Regions from separate parts of the Mus musculus genome. Here all the other regions are linked to region 1. Evidence: chromatin contacts called from public HiChIP or PLAC-seq data. All regions are on one chromosome and are shown on one strand. The core of a region is the stretch at or near the end of the contact, and the rest is flanking DNA. Distances in the headings are between cores, read along the strand shown. Region 1 has its middle 110 kb from the start of Gm29686. Region 2 has its middle 310 kb from the start of Gm29686. Region 3 has its middle 240 kb from the start of Gm29686. Region 4 has its middle 20 kb from the start of Gm29686.

Region 1 (2,785 bases), core at 214-2,713:
AAATGACCTTTAGTGAAATGAAAATTGTGGGGATATCATATCATTCCCGGGAATGGCATCCCTTGAGTTATGGAGGTAATAGTTCTTAGAAAGCATGAAGTGTGGCTAAAGTGTTTGAGGGAGGAATTCCATTCATGATTTTAATACTACAGCAGCTGATTTTATACAGAAAGACAGAAATTTTTAGAGAAGAAGTAATCATACCTACAAAATCACTCTTTGAGTTACTATATAAACAACCTGAGTCCACAAGGCACTGAAACAGAGTTGCTATTAAACTTCCTTGATGTTTTTATTACAATCCTGTCTAGCACCAAACCTTAGCATCAGCTCTTTTATAATGTATTTTTAACTTTAAATACTTGAAAATTTTAACTAAGAGGACCGGCATCATTTTTTTTGGTCATCGGTTGCTTCTTTTATTTAGACTTTCATTGTGGTGGACGCATTAGTGTTTTGTGAGTTGTAACAAATTGGTTACCTTCTGTGATCATCATCCTAATCAGATTAGATGTATTTTCATCACTCAAAAAAAAAAATCTCTCTTCTCCTTTTAAGTATTCCATCCTATAACCCTAGACAGTGACTGAACAACTATATCACTATAGAGCATCTTTAGCCCTTTTGAATGTTCACATGAGTGACACACTACTGCATATACTTTCTGGATCTGCCTTTCATATTCAGCATAATAGGCCAATTCATTCTTGTTGTCAGTGTATCAAACTTCAATTTGTTTTATTCAACACAATGCAGTTGCTTTGTAGAGACATCTCATAATTTATTTATGGACATTTGGTTACTTCTAAGTTGGGGCTAGCAAGAATAATGATCTATAAACTCTCATATTCAGTACTATGAGAACAATTATTTCCTTCAGGTAAGCAAAGAATACACTACAGTTTTGACATAAATTTTGTAATATATACTTTAAGTATTTCTACTAATGATTCTATTTAATATTTTAGGTATTCTTTCACATCTTTGTGTTCCATTTTTTATTAATACTTGCTATGATAAAATGGTATGAGATGAAATGCATATACTGGCATATCCTCACAACTCATAAAAAGTTTAGAAAGCATCTTAGAAAAATCAATTCTATTCATCTTGTATTCATTAAATAGCTTTCGTGAAATTCTCATAACAAACAAATAGATCTGGGGAAATCCTGGTTTCTATAAAATCTCTCATATTTCTTTATTTTCAAGAGTTCACCAAACCTGAAACTTGGGGGTTGTGGAAGATCTGAAAAGAAAGTGTCTCCCTTAAATGTGGAAGAAAAGAAACCTTCCAAGCTGTTTGAAGCTTAGACAGTTTTCTTGACCTATAGGTTGTGAAACCCTCCTTGTTACAGTTTTGGGCCCCAAAGGAAAAAAGCAGCAGGAAGTTACATTAGAAGACAGCACGATCATCTCTAGTATCAGAATGAAGTGAGTGGGCTCAGAGTTCTAAAGGATGGCTCTGTTGCTCATGAGTACTGCTGAAAAGCCACAGAGATTCCCTTCAACCATGAAATGCATGCTATGAGTCACCAATAAAACTCAGAAATCAAGGACAAATTTGAACGTACGTGGTAAGGCCATCAAAGGCTGGGAAGGAAATGTTATTTTGCTTTGCTTACAAGCTCAGTCACCATCCATTTTAAGAATACAAAACAACAGTTTCAAGTGACCCAGTGCCCTCAGTGACTGGCACCAGCTCCCACAAGATGGCCCTGCACCCTGTACCCAGCCGTCATACTCACAAGACCACACTGAGACTAAATACTAGATCCCCAAAGTGACAACTAAAACTCCAAGTCAATAATTATGATTTCTAACAAAACAAAACAATGACAAAGCAAGATGAAAACGGTAAATATGGAATGATGGGTAGGACACGAGAAACTTTATGTATTTTGACCCTAAAAGGAAAATGAAGTAAAAAAGAATTCATCTTGGTCAGAGGGCACAACACAGTATTCAGTCAAAGTTTCCATACTAATCTGTGATCACATAATCTACATCCCCGAGAAAGAATCCACTTGGGAGCCAGGGAGATGGCTACAGCTTAAACTTAAACTCTATGTATACAAACAAGCTGAATAAATCAATCTTATTTTATTAATAAAATGGATATTTATGCTCCCAGGTATAAAAGCACTGGCTCCTGCCTCCACTGGAGGAATTATAAGTCAGTAATACAACTTATAAATCAAGTGTGTAAGCTATTCATCCTCTCCTGAGATTCTAAATCAGTCATGGTCACAAAGCAGTTGCATGACTTGGAAGCAACTCTGTAGATGAATAAATCAGTCACTTCCAGATATATAAATAAGTGACATGGCCCATAAATCACATGACTGCATAGCCATGCTCCATCAATCAGAAACTCTTATTTCTAATTTGAAAATTTAAAAACACTTACTGAGAGTCATTTACTAAACATCAGAGCCAGATTCCCACTGCAGTAGACAAGTAGGAAAAATGCAAGTTTTCCTAAGTCCATGGTGATTTTTAACTTCATAGAAAACCAGTAGTTTGCTGGAGTTTGCTAGAATTCTGTGTTTATACTAATACCCCACTCTCCCTGAAAATACATGGGAAAGAAACTGTAACGGTCTTAAAATTCTTTTAATCTACAATATATGTAGACACCAAGAAATTTCCAGACTTTCCCTGTGTCCACAATTTCATTGAACCTGATATTAAAGAATTCAATTATTTAAGACCCTGTGGGGAAAAAGCCCAGTATGAGAAGCCTGTCCTATGTCATATGCCTGTTGCATGGATTGGGCTTCTGA
Region 2 (2,785 bases), core at 82-2,581, 200 kb before region 1:
GACCCCAATGGAGGGATTAGGGAAAGGACTGAAGGAGTTGAAGAGGCCTTATCTGGCAACAATGGGAGGGGAGGCCCTGGTTCTGTGAAGGCTCGACGCCCTAATGTAGAGAAATGCTAGGGCAGTGAGGCAGGAGTGGGTAGGTGAGTTGGGGAGCACCCTCAGAGAAGCAGGGTAAAGGGGGATGGAATAGGAGGGTTGCAGATGGAAACCCGGAGAGGGGATAACATTTGAAATGTAAATAAATAAAATATCCAATTAAAAAAAAAAAAAACGCTGAAGCTTTCTTCATGTTGCTATCTTCAGAATGACTATAGATGTTTGTTCTTTACATAGCATGTCTGTAAAGTAGGGACTGTTTCTTTCAGATGCCACAAACTTTTCTTTTCACTGATCTAATAATACTGGGCAGAAATCCATGAGATTACTTTTATACTGAGTTCATAGGACTGACATTGAGGTTTTATATTAGCCTAGGTAGCTGTCATTTCTGGCTCACTGACAAGCAGGTTTCCTTAGTATTAATGTGAGTTGCACTGAATTAGAGTTATCAGTCTGATATATACTAATCTAGAAATATTTATTAAACATCTATTCAATATTTCGTAATAGCTCAGTCCTCAGCAAGCTTGAAAACCTCACATAAGACAAAGGTAAATCCATTGAGAACAGTTCGTTGAGAGTTTTGGGGGCTGGTATCCCTCAGATGTGATGGAATTCATCTTCATCTGCATGTCCAGGTCATAGCACTGACCATGAACTTCATGCAGACAGGAGCTGATTGATTCAGTGTCCTGTCCAGTGACAGGACATCACAGGACCTACATCGCAAGTGTCAGTTCTTCTTTTGTTTTGTTTTTTTAAAAAATAATCTTGATGGAAGCACTTTTTGAAAATCAAATCAGTCGGGTTGTATGTATTTTAAAAATGGTAAACCTCTCTATGAAAAATTGTGTATTTATGCAAATGTGCTATGAGAATCCTCGTAGTGGAGCAACTCTGAGTCTAGAAACAAGGATCATAGATGATATTTGGTTTCCTCTGAACGTCTGATCTCTAAGACTACATTTACAACTCCCTCTGTGACTTAAGGATGACATCCACCAGTGCCAATTTCAATATTCCCCATCTTTGTAGCAAAGCATTTGATTGTGGCATACAATATGGTAGGTTAATGATTCCTAGACCTTCCTGCATAGAAAAGAGTAATGCTTTAAGAAAAAAATAGAAACAAAGCAGAAAACTGATGTGATCGATAACACAACTACCCCCAATCACCCAGTTTCCTTCCAGTTAACCAAAGTGGAAACTATGAAATACAACCTCAGAAGCAATAGCAACAGCACTTCCTGCCTCTTAGCCTTTCCCAGCCTCAGTCTGTACGTCAGCAAAGTTCTAAGTCTTTCAAAGCTTTCATCTTTTCCTTGCTTTCTAACCTGAGTTTGATCATTTTCTCTGTTATGAAAGATTACATGCTACAGTCATTTCCTTTGGCCATCAATGGGAGGAGAAGCCCTTGGTCTTGCGAAGATTATATGCCCCAGTACAGGGGAATGCCAGGGCCAGGATGCGGGAGTGGGTACGTTGGGGACTTTGGTCAGGGGGAGGGTATAGGAGACGTTCAGAGAGGAAACTAGGAAAGGGGGATAACATTTTAAATGTAAATGAAGAAAATATCGAATAAAAAATAAGAAAGAAAGACAGAAAGAAAAGAAAGAAGGAAGGAAGGAAGGAAGGGAGGGAGGGAGGGAGGGAGGGAGGGAGGGAGGGAGGGAGGGAGGGAGGGAAGAGGAGAAAGAAAGAAAGAAAGAAAGAAAGAAAGAAAGAAAGAAAGAAAGAAAGAAAGAAAGAAAGAGAGAGAGAGAGAGAAAGAAGGAAAGAAAGGGGATGCTGTAAGCAAAGAAAAATTTCCAACATTCTCAATAGATTTAAGAGTTTGAATAAGGAAAAAAGCCAAGAGATCTATTTTATTTGCATTTCTCCTTTATTCTCACTTTCTTTCTATCTTGAGGTATCTCTCTCTCTCTCTTTTTTTTTAACCTAAGTTGATTTCTAACAGGTAAACTTCAGCAGACCTTGACTTCAAGTACGAGAGACTCCTTTCAAAGATACTGTAAGTTTCCTTCACAAATACATGTTTGTAATTGGATCTGTGTCCTTTAGTAATAGTGGATCCAGATGGCTGCTTGTAGAGGAAGCAAGAATTTCCGGCTCTGAGATGGTGCAGTAACAGCCCTCCCCCGACACTCTTAAGTGGGAGGACTGTATGCTTTGAACTTTCTGATTGATTAGGTATTAGAATACTGGTTTAAACAGGCTTCTTTGTCGGGGTATCTACAGCTGGAGCTCTTACTGGGTGCACAGACCCCCATGAGGAAGGTACCAACTGTGATTTTCTTTGGGTACCACAGTTAGCAACCAGTGATTGTTAACTGGCAATCTCTAGTGCATTCATAGCAGACTAGAAGTCATTGACATAAAGTTGAAGGCCCAAGTTTCAACCTATGAACTAATGGATGCTAGGTAAAGTTACCAAACACACAAGGAAATTCAAGATGCAAAGAAAGCTCCACAGTAAACTTTGTACTTGAACTTGCCTCCTAAAAACAACAACAAAATCAAAATATCTCTCTCTCACAACGCCTGTGATATTGGCAAATTATTTATAAAACCCATTATATAAATCATAAGATTGATGTTTAGAATTTGAGACCCCAAGCAGCTGTCCAGTGATGTATCCATTATCTACAGGTACCATCCTCATCTTCTTCCTGAATAACAGGCT
Region 3 (2,785 bases), core at 191-2,690, 130 kb before region 1:
ATACCCAGGGCAGCCTTTTAAAACATAGTTTAATTCTCTGATTTCATTTATGATTTGTATCCAAATGATGTCATTTGACTTTTATGACTGTAACTATAAATTATTCTTATGATCTTGTAAGGTAAATTATAGATAGATAGATAGATAGATAGATAGATAGATAGATAGAATGATATAACCATAAATATATGTGTATACATGTGTGCATTTGAATATACATATAAAATAGAAATTCAAGATTGAATATTTTCATGTTTATCTATAAATTAGTAAGTCTATGATGTTTATGAATTATTATTTATAAATACTCAGTTTAAGAAAATAGCACTTAGGTCTAATATGTCCTATGCTTTTTTCCTTTTCTAAATAATAACTAGATGCATCAATAATCAACCAAGATTAATGGCCCACAATCTATACCTATGCAATTCTAACATCAAGTGCCTCTGCTCTACCCTCAACTACATCTTCATTATTAATTGAACAACGGGAAAAATACTTAAATAAATTAGCACTTATGAAGGACCTACTAAGTGCTAGTCAAAATCCAGTTATAATGAAGCCCTTTGGTTTTTTGCACATGACAAAATATTTGTTCTTTAGTAAAGCAGTCATCACATCAAAAAGTGATCCTAGCATTTTACAATACTATAAATTGGTGATGATCTCCCATAAATGTGATAAATTTATCTTGAAGCTTTTAGTTGGTCTCCAGTAAAATAATATTTGCTTATCATTAGTGGTCCCAAGAGGATTGTTCAAGATGCAATTTCTCCACTGTGTCTATTCTGTTCCAAATTTGTTGTTACATCTGATAGCCTCCAAAATAGAACCATCTTACTGGCAGAAGATACTCACCACGTCTTGCCAGTAATTATGAGACACTCTGCACATATGATTTCTCCAAAGCAATATTCCTTTGGGTGGTGTCATTCAAAGATCTTCAAAATGTGTAGTTTCATATTTTCTAGATTACTCCAAAACTATCAAGCAGAATTTTAGTACATGGAATTGATGTACTGTATACTCCTTATCTACGGGCAATATGTTGCAAGATTCCAGTATTATCCAAAACTGTAAATATTACCAGATACTACTACTCATAATGTCTTTTTCTGTAACCTAATATCTATAATAAGGATTAGTATTTAGATGTAGTAAGTGAGTAATAGTAATTAATAAAAGTGACATTGAATAGTTACAACAGTAATCTCTGTTAACAGATATGTGATATTCTCTCTCTCTCTCTCTCTCTCTCTCTCTCTCTCTCTCTCTCTCTCTCTTTCTCTCTCTCTTCAGTAGTGCTACAACATACAGGTGGGCTATACCAAGTACATCATAGTCATTTGAACCTGAGCCTTGTGAAACCACAGTGGTCAACCTGCCACCCAAGACAGCTACTTAGTGACTAACAGGGAAGATGTTTGTAAAGTGTGAATTTGAACAAAGACCTGGTGCAGGCCCTTGGCTAGTGGAGCAAAATGGTATAAGATTTCATCATGCTAGTTAGAACCACACAGAATTCAAAACTCACAAAATATATCTAGAACTTGACATTTATCACTTTTAAACCATGGTTGACCTCAGAAAACCAAAATTGTGGAGGAAACCATGAATAAGTGATGAATAAACAGACTTATGATGACAGACTCAGAATAGGAAGATGAAAAAAAAATAGAAGAGAATACAGAAGAAAAAGGAGATTCCTGCCCAGGAGTCTGGTTGAAGTCTGTCACAAGCTAGGAATAAAACTTCCAGCACAATTAACAAACACTGCTGTGATTTTGTCTATGGGAAATATAGTATCTCATTTATAGAAAGATAGTTCTAGTGGGAATATTAAAATATTAATTAACCATGCTTTTGGCCAGAGAGTATATTATCAAGTATAGACTTTCCTCTTTCACAAACCATAAGCCTACAATTTTGTTACAACCTCACAAGCAACATAAACTCCATTTACATTAGAAGGCATGTGTTAGCCCCCCCTCCATGTTTGTGAACCCTCCTTTAACAAATGCTCCCCAGAAATCACCCAATAACTTATTTACAAAACAAAGAACAGCAACAAAAATTAGTTCTTTCAGAAATCCTTTAAACAATGTGACTTCAGAAGCCACCCAAAACACCAACATTATGTATATGGCTCTTAAAACATTTATGTATGACTCTTAGGTGTGTATTTTCTTAAGTATGTATTAATCCATATGCTTAAATCTATATTAAACTTTCTTCCTAATAAATTTCAACTCTGCTTCCTATTGACTTATCCTGAAATTCTTTTTTTTTTAACCTCAGTCAAGAATCTCACTCCCCCTGAGTAGAAGTCTCTAAAATGAAGTTTACAGGTAGCATGAGGATATAACAATGTCTTCTGCTCCCCCAGCTGCTGATGTTATACTGTGAATACATACCATGTGATCTTGATCTCTCAAGGTCACAGAATGTACTTACACAGTAAGCAGGATGGAATTTCTAATGGTTTTGTTTGTTTGTTTTAATTTCCACTTTGACACCTTGCATATGAGAAAGATCTCACACAAACATAGTTAGAAGTGTTCTATAGTTTGTTGAACTATTTCAAGCATTGACACAGTTCTAGAGAAACTCACCAGGGTTATTGCTTTTTGCCTTTTCACATTGATACTTCCTAGTAGTAATTCTCACAACTGCTTCTTACCATTATAGGTAGAACAATAATATGAACTAATCAGTAGCCCCCCCCCCTCCAGAGCTCGTGTCTCTAGCTGCATATGTATCAGAAGATGGCCTAGTCGTCCATCAT
Region 4 (2,785 bases), core at 180-2,679, 130 kb after region 1:
AACTGAATACATTATCAACCTCAAGTAAAAGTTAGACTTTGGTTGGGACTGCAACCCAGTTATCAAAAGCACTTGCTTAGCAGTCCAGGAACTCTGGGTTCAGTCTCAAGCACTGTATAAGTAGGTGTGGTATGGTTCTACAGGTTTGTGATCCCAGGATAGGAGAGGGGAAAGCAGGAATATCCGAAGCTTGAGGGCATCAGCTACATAGAGACTCTCTCAGGGCAGCCTGGGTTATGTGAGAAAGTATTTTTTAAAAGACCCAAAAACCAGAAGTCAATGTTGTATTATACTTCCTAAGAAAGTACTGAAGTTTGATAATTTCTTACTAAAATTTACTGTTTTCTACATTTTCAATTTATTTATTTTCATTAAATTAAACTTATTTCTAATGTTATGCATATAATGTTTTTAAGTTGTGTGTGTACATCATGTGTGTGTGTGCATGTGTGCGCGCGTGCATGTATACATATATGTACTGTACACATGGTAGGTAAGCACTCACCGAATGAGAAACATCCCAGACCTTAAAGTTTACTTATATAGTTAAGACAAAAGCATACATCAAAAACTTCCTAGGTAACAATAGTCTATTCTCAAGATCTTTCAGATTTTTGTCAGTTATACTGTGACATTGTCTTTCAGTAGAATGCTTATTGAGACAAATAATTCTTATTGTTAATTTTCTTAAGTTTCTTGAAAGTTAAAGTGATTGATAATGAAAACTTAACTCGATAGTGAAATAGGTTGCTGTCAATGTTGGCTAGATTATATTGAGTTTAGTAGTAGTTTTGAATTTTACCATAATGCTCTGTTGTGCCACACATCTTAGGCTCTGTGTTTTGTAGAACTTACAACATTTAAATTGCTGAAATGTATTATATCTCCAGATCCTCATAGCATAATAAACAACAGAGAAAAGACCCACATTAGTGCTTTACAATTCCACATATTTAAAATAATTTTTTTCAATTGAGGTATTTGTGTGTATGTCTATGGGTCTGTACATGTGAGCAAATGTATCAATGGAGATCCAAAGAGATTGCCAGGTATCCTGGAGCTGAACTTAGAGGTAACTAGTATGTAGATGCTAGGAACTGAACTCAGGTCCTCTGGAAGAGCAACAAGAGTTCTTAAATGCACCGACATCTCTCCAACCCCAAACTCTATTTTTTAAACTGTGTATATATTGTATCTGTTTTTAAATGTTTTATTCCAAAAATATACGACAATCAACCTTGTATTTCCCAGAGCCACCATGAGTGCACTTTTGAAAGAAAAATGTTATAGATCCTACATCAGAAATCTGGAAGGCACTACCGCTTGAAAATGTTGATTAAATACTGAAAGCTGTGAGGATGAGGCTGTTTCCAGGCAGTCTGTCAGATCAGAGAACACAAAAGAAGGCCTTGTTGTGGTTGGCAGCAAGCTACTCCCAGCAAGCAGAGTCTAATAACTTCGTAAATGTGGCCCTGAACCACATCTGTAAGAACTAGAGACATCTGCATAACAGAAACTCTTCATCTGGTGTGAGACTATGGTAGCAGGGACACACAGCTCTCCCTCACCAGGTCTTCCTGGGGGAACTCCAGACTCTGGAGGTTGAATAAGCCAGGAAGAGAAGAAGGGAGTCTCAAGATGACTTCGGTCAACCCCAGAAACAAAAGAGAAAGAGCAGTAGAGTCATTTGCCCATTCTCAGAAATCCAAATGCCGTCCTTCCGCGCTCCCAAGAGGAGCGTCAGACTTAGATGAAATCTGGAAGTAGCCACGAGTACTAAAGTTTGGCTTAGGGAGTATAGGAAGGTCAGAAAAGATTATTTCATGGTCTCCACCTTATTAAGCTGCCAGTGCTTATATTGGGGCACTGGTTTATAAAAGACCTTGGCTGAAGACCTTTAACCTGTGGCGGAACTTCATTTTGCAAGACCTTGGGTTATTCTTACCGTATTACTGAGAGGTCCATGTCTTAGACTGTTTGTCCAGACCAGGAAGTATGATGTTAATCTCAGCCTCTTTTGACTTCACTTCATCTTTAACTCAAGTCCTCAGTTAGGATTTATGAATCTGTCCCTAACACATGCTCAGTGAAAATACTCAATGCATTCCCACACATTTTTGACATTGAAACCTGACTTCACATTTTTAGGATGTAGAAACATCGAGGAAGAGAAGGTCAGAGATGAAAATATTGTGGCATATGATTTAAAGTGTTTACATTTTAAAATCAATTTAAAAGGAAATTCAAGAAATGAAGCAACTAGGAAAATACCTTAAAACAATAACGTTTAAAGTTCTTCATCAGAAATGACAGGATATTATTACTTAGAAATACCACTTTATATTGAATTAAAGGATCAACTAATGAGAGATAATTTAATTTGCTTAAAGCTGAGTTTATTTAACAATTGAGTTCATTACTAAATTGTTTCATAAAGTGCTCTTTGCATGTTGCTTAAGGGGCGAGAGGAAAGAGATCATGAAGACCACCCTGGGTAGTGTGGCAGCCAGTACATAGATATACAGTTTTAATCCTACTTAATTGTAATTAAGCGAAATTTAAGAAGCATTTCCCAAGTAGCCTTAGCCATCTCTTTTGTGTTCAGCAGCCACATGTGGCTTTTAGGTGACGAACTGGGAAGCTGGGAGTAAGGAACAATTCATCTTTTCTGATAGCCAAAGCTGGAATAGCAAGAACATGAACGCCTTGAACAAACTTTGGGCAAACCTTGTGATACAACTTAAGCAATGACAGATCTTGCAAGTTAATTGACTTATCTGAGACA

Evidence for each region. HiChIP or PLAC-seq counts read pairs in DNA pulled down with a chosen protein or histone mark.
Region 2: a contact with region 1 is called in a CTCF HiChIP or PLAC-seq map of CD8 T cells, with 8 read pairs. The contact joins two enhancer-like sites. A contact is called at or near these places in 2 of 15 datasets of contacts at CTCF or cohesin (CD8 T cells and the NIH/3T3 cell line) and 1 of 115 datasets of contacts at active chromatin or transcription factors (CD8 T cells).
Region 3: a contact with region 1 is called in a BATF HiChIP or PLAC-seq map of CD8 T cells, with 29 read pairs. The contact joins two enhancer-like sites. A contact is called at or near these places in 1 of 15 datasets of contacts at CTCF or cohesin (CD8 T cells) and 2 of 115 datasets of contacts at active chromatin or transcription factors (CD8 T cells and T-cell acute lymphoblastic leukemia).
Region 4: a BATF HiChIP or PLAC-seq map of CD8 T cells shows a contact between it and region 1, with 11 read pairs. The contact joins two enhancer-like sites. A contact is called at or near these places in 2 of 484 Hi-C or Micro-C datasets (Th1 cells and nephron progenitors) and 1 of 115 datasets of contacts at active chromatin or transcription factors (CD8 T cells).

The regions. Positions count from the first base shown.
Region 1 is chr16:51,876,923-51,879,707 of GRCm38.p6, forward strand. No RefSeq gene overlaps it. Among named protein-coding and RNA genes, the nearest start is that of Gm29686, 110 kb to the right of the region's middle. Within about 2 kb of position 1,464, at least 7 of the 459 cell types and tissues checked have an H3K27ac peak or open chromatin away from gene starts, as enhancers often do. A contact at or near this core is called in CD8 T cells and Th1 cells, where this site is marked.
Region 2 is chr16:51,673,945-51,676,729 of GRCm38.p6, forward strand. No RefSeq gene overlaps it. Among named protein-coding and RNA genes, the nearest start is that of Gm29686, 310 kb to the right of the region's middle. Within about 2 kb of position 1,332, at least 36 of the 459 cell types and tissues checked have an H3K27ac peak or open chromatin away from gene starts, as enhancers often do. A contact at or near this core is called in CD8 T cells, where this site is marked.
Region 3 is chr16:51,745,846-51,748,630 of GRCm38.p6, forward strand. No RefSeq gene overlaps it. Among named protein-coding and RNA genes, the nearest start is that of Gm29686, 240 kb to the right of the region's middle. Within about 2 kb of position 1,441, at least 4 of the 459 cell types and tissues checked have an H3K27ac peak or open chromatin away from gene starts, as enhancers often do. A contact at or near this core is called in CD8 T cells, where this site is marked.
Region 4 is chr16:52,005,757-52,008,541 of GRCm38.p6, forward strand. No RefSeq gene overlaps it. Among named protein-coding and RNA genes, the nearest start is that of Gm29686, 20 kb to the left of the region's middle. Within about 2 kb of position 1,430, at least 31 of the 459 cell types and tissues checked have an H3K27ac peak or open chromatin away from gene starts, as enhancers often do. A contact at or near this core is called in CD8 T cells and Th1 cells, where this site is marked.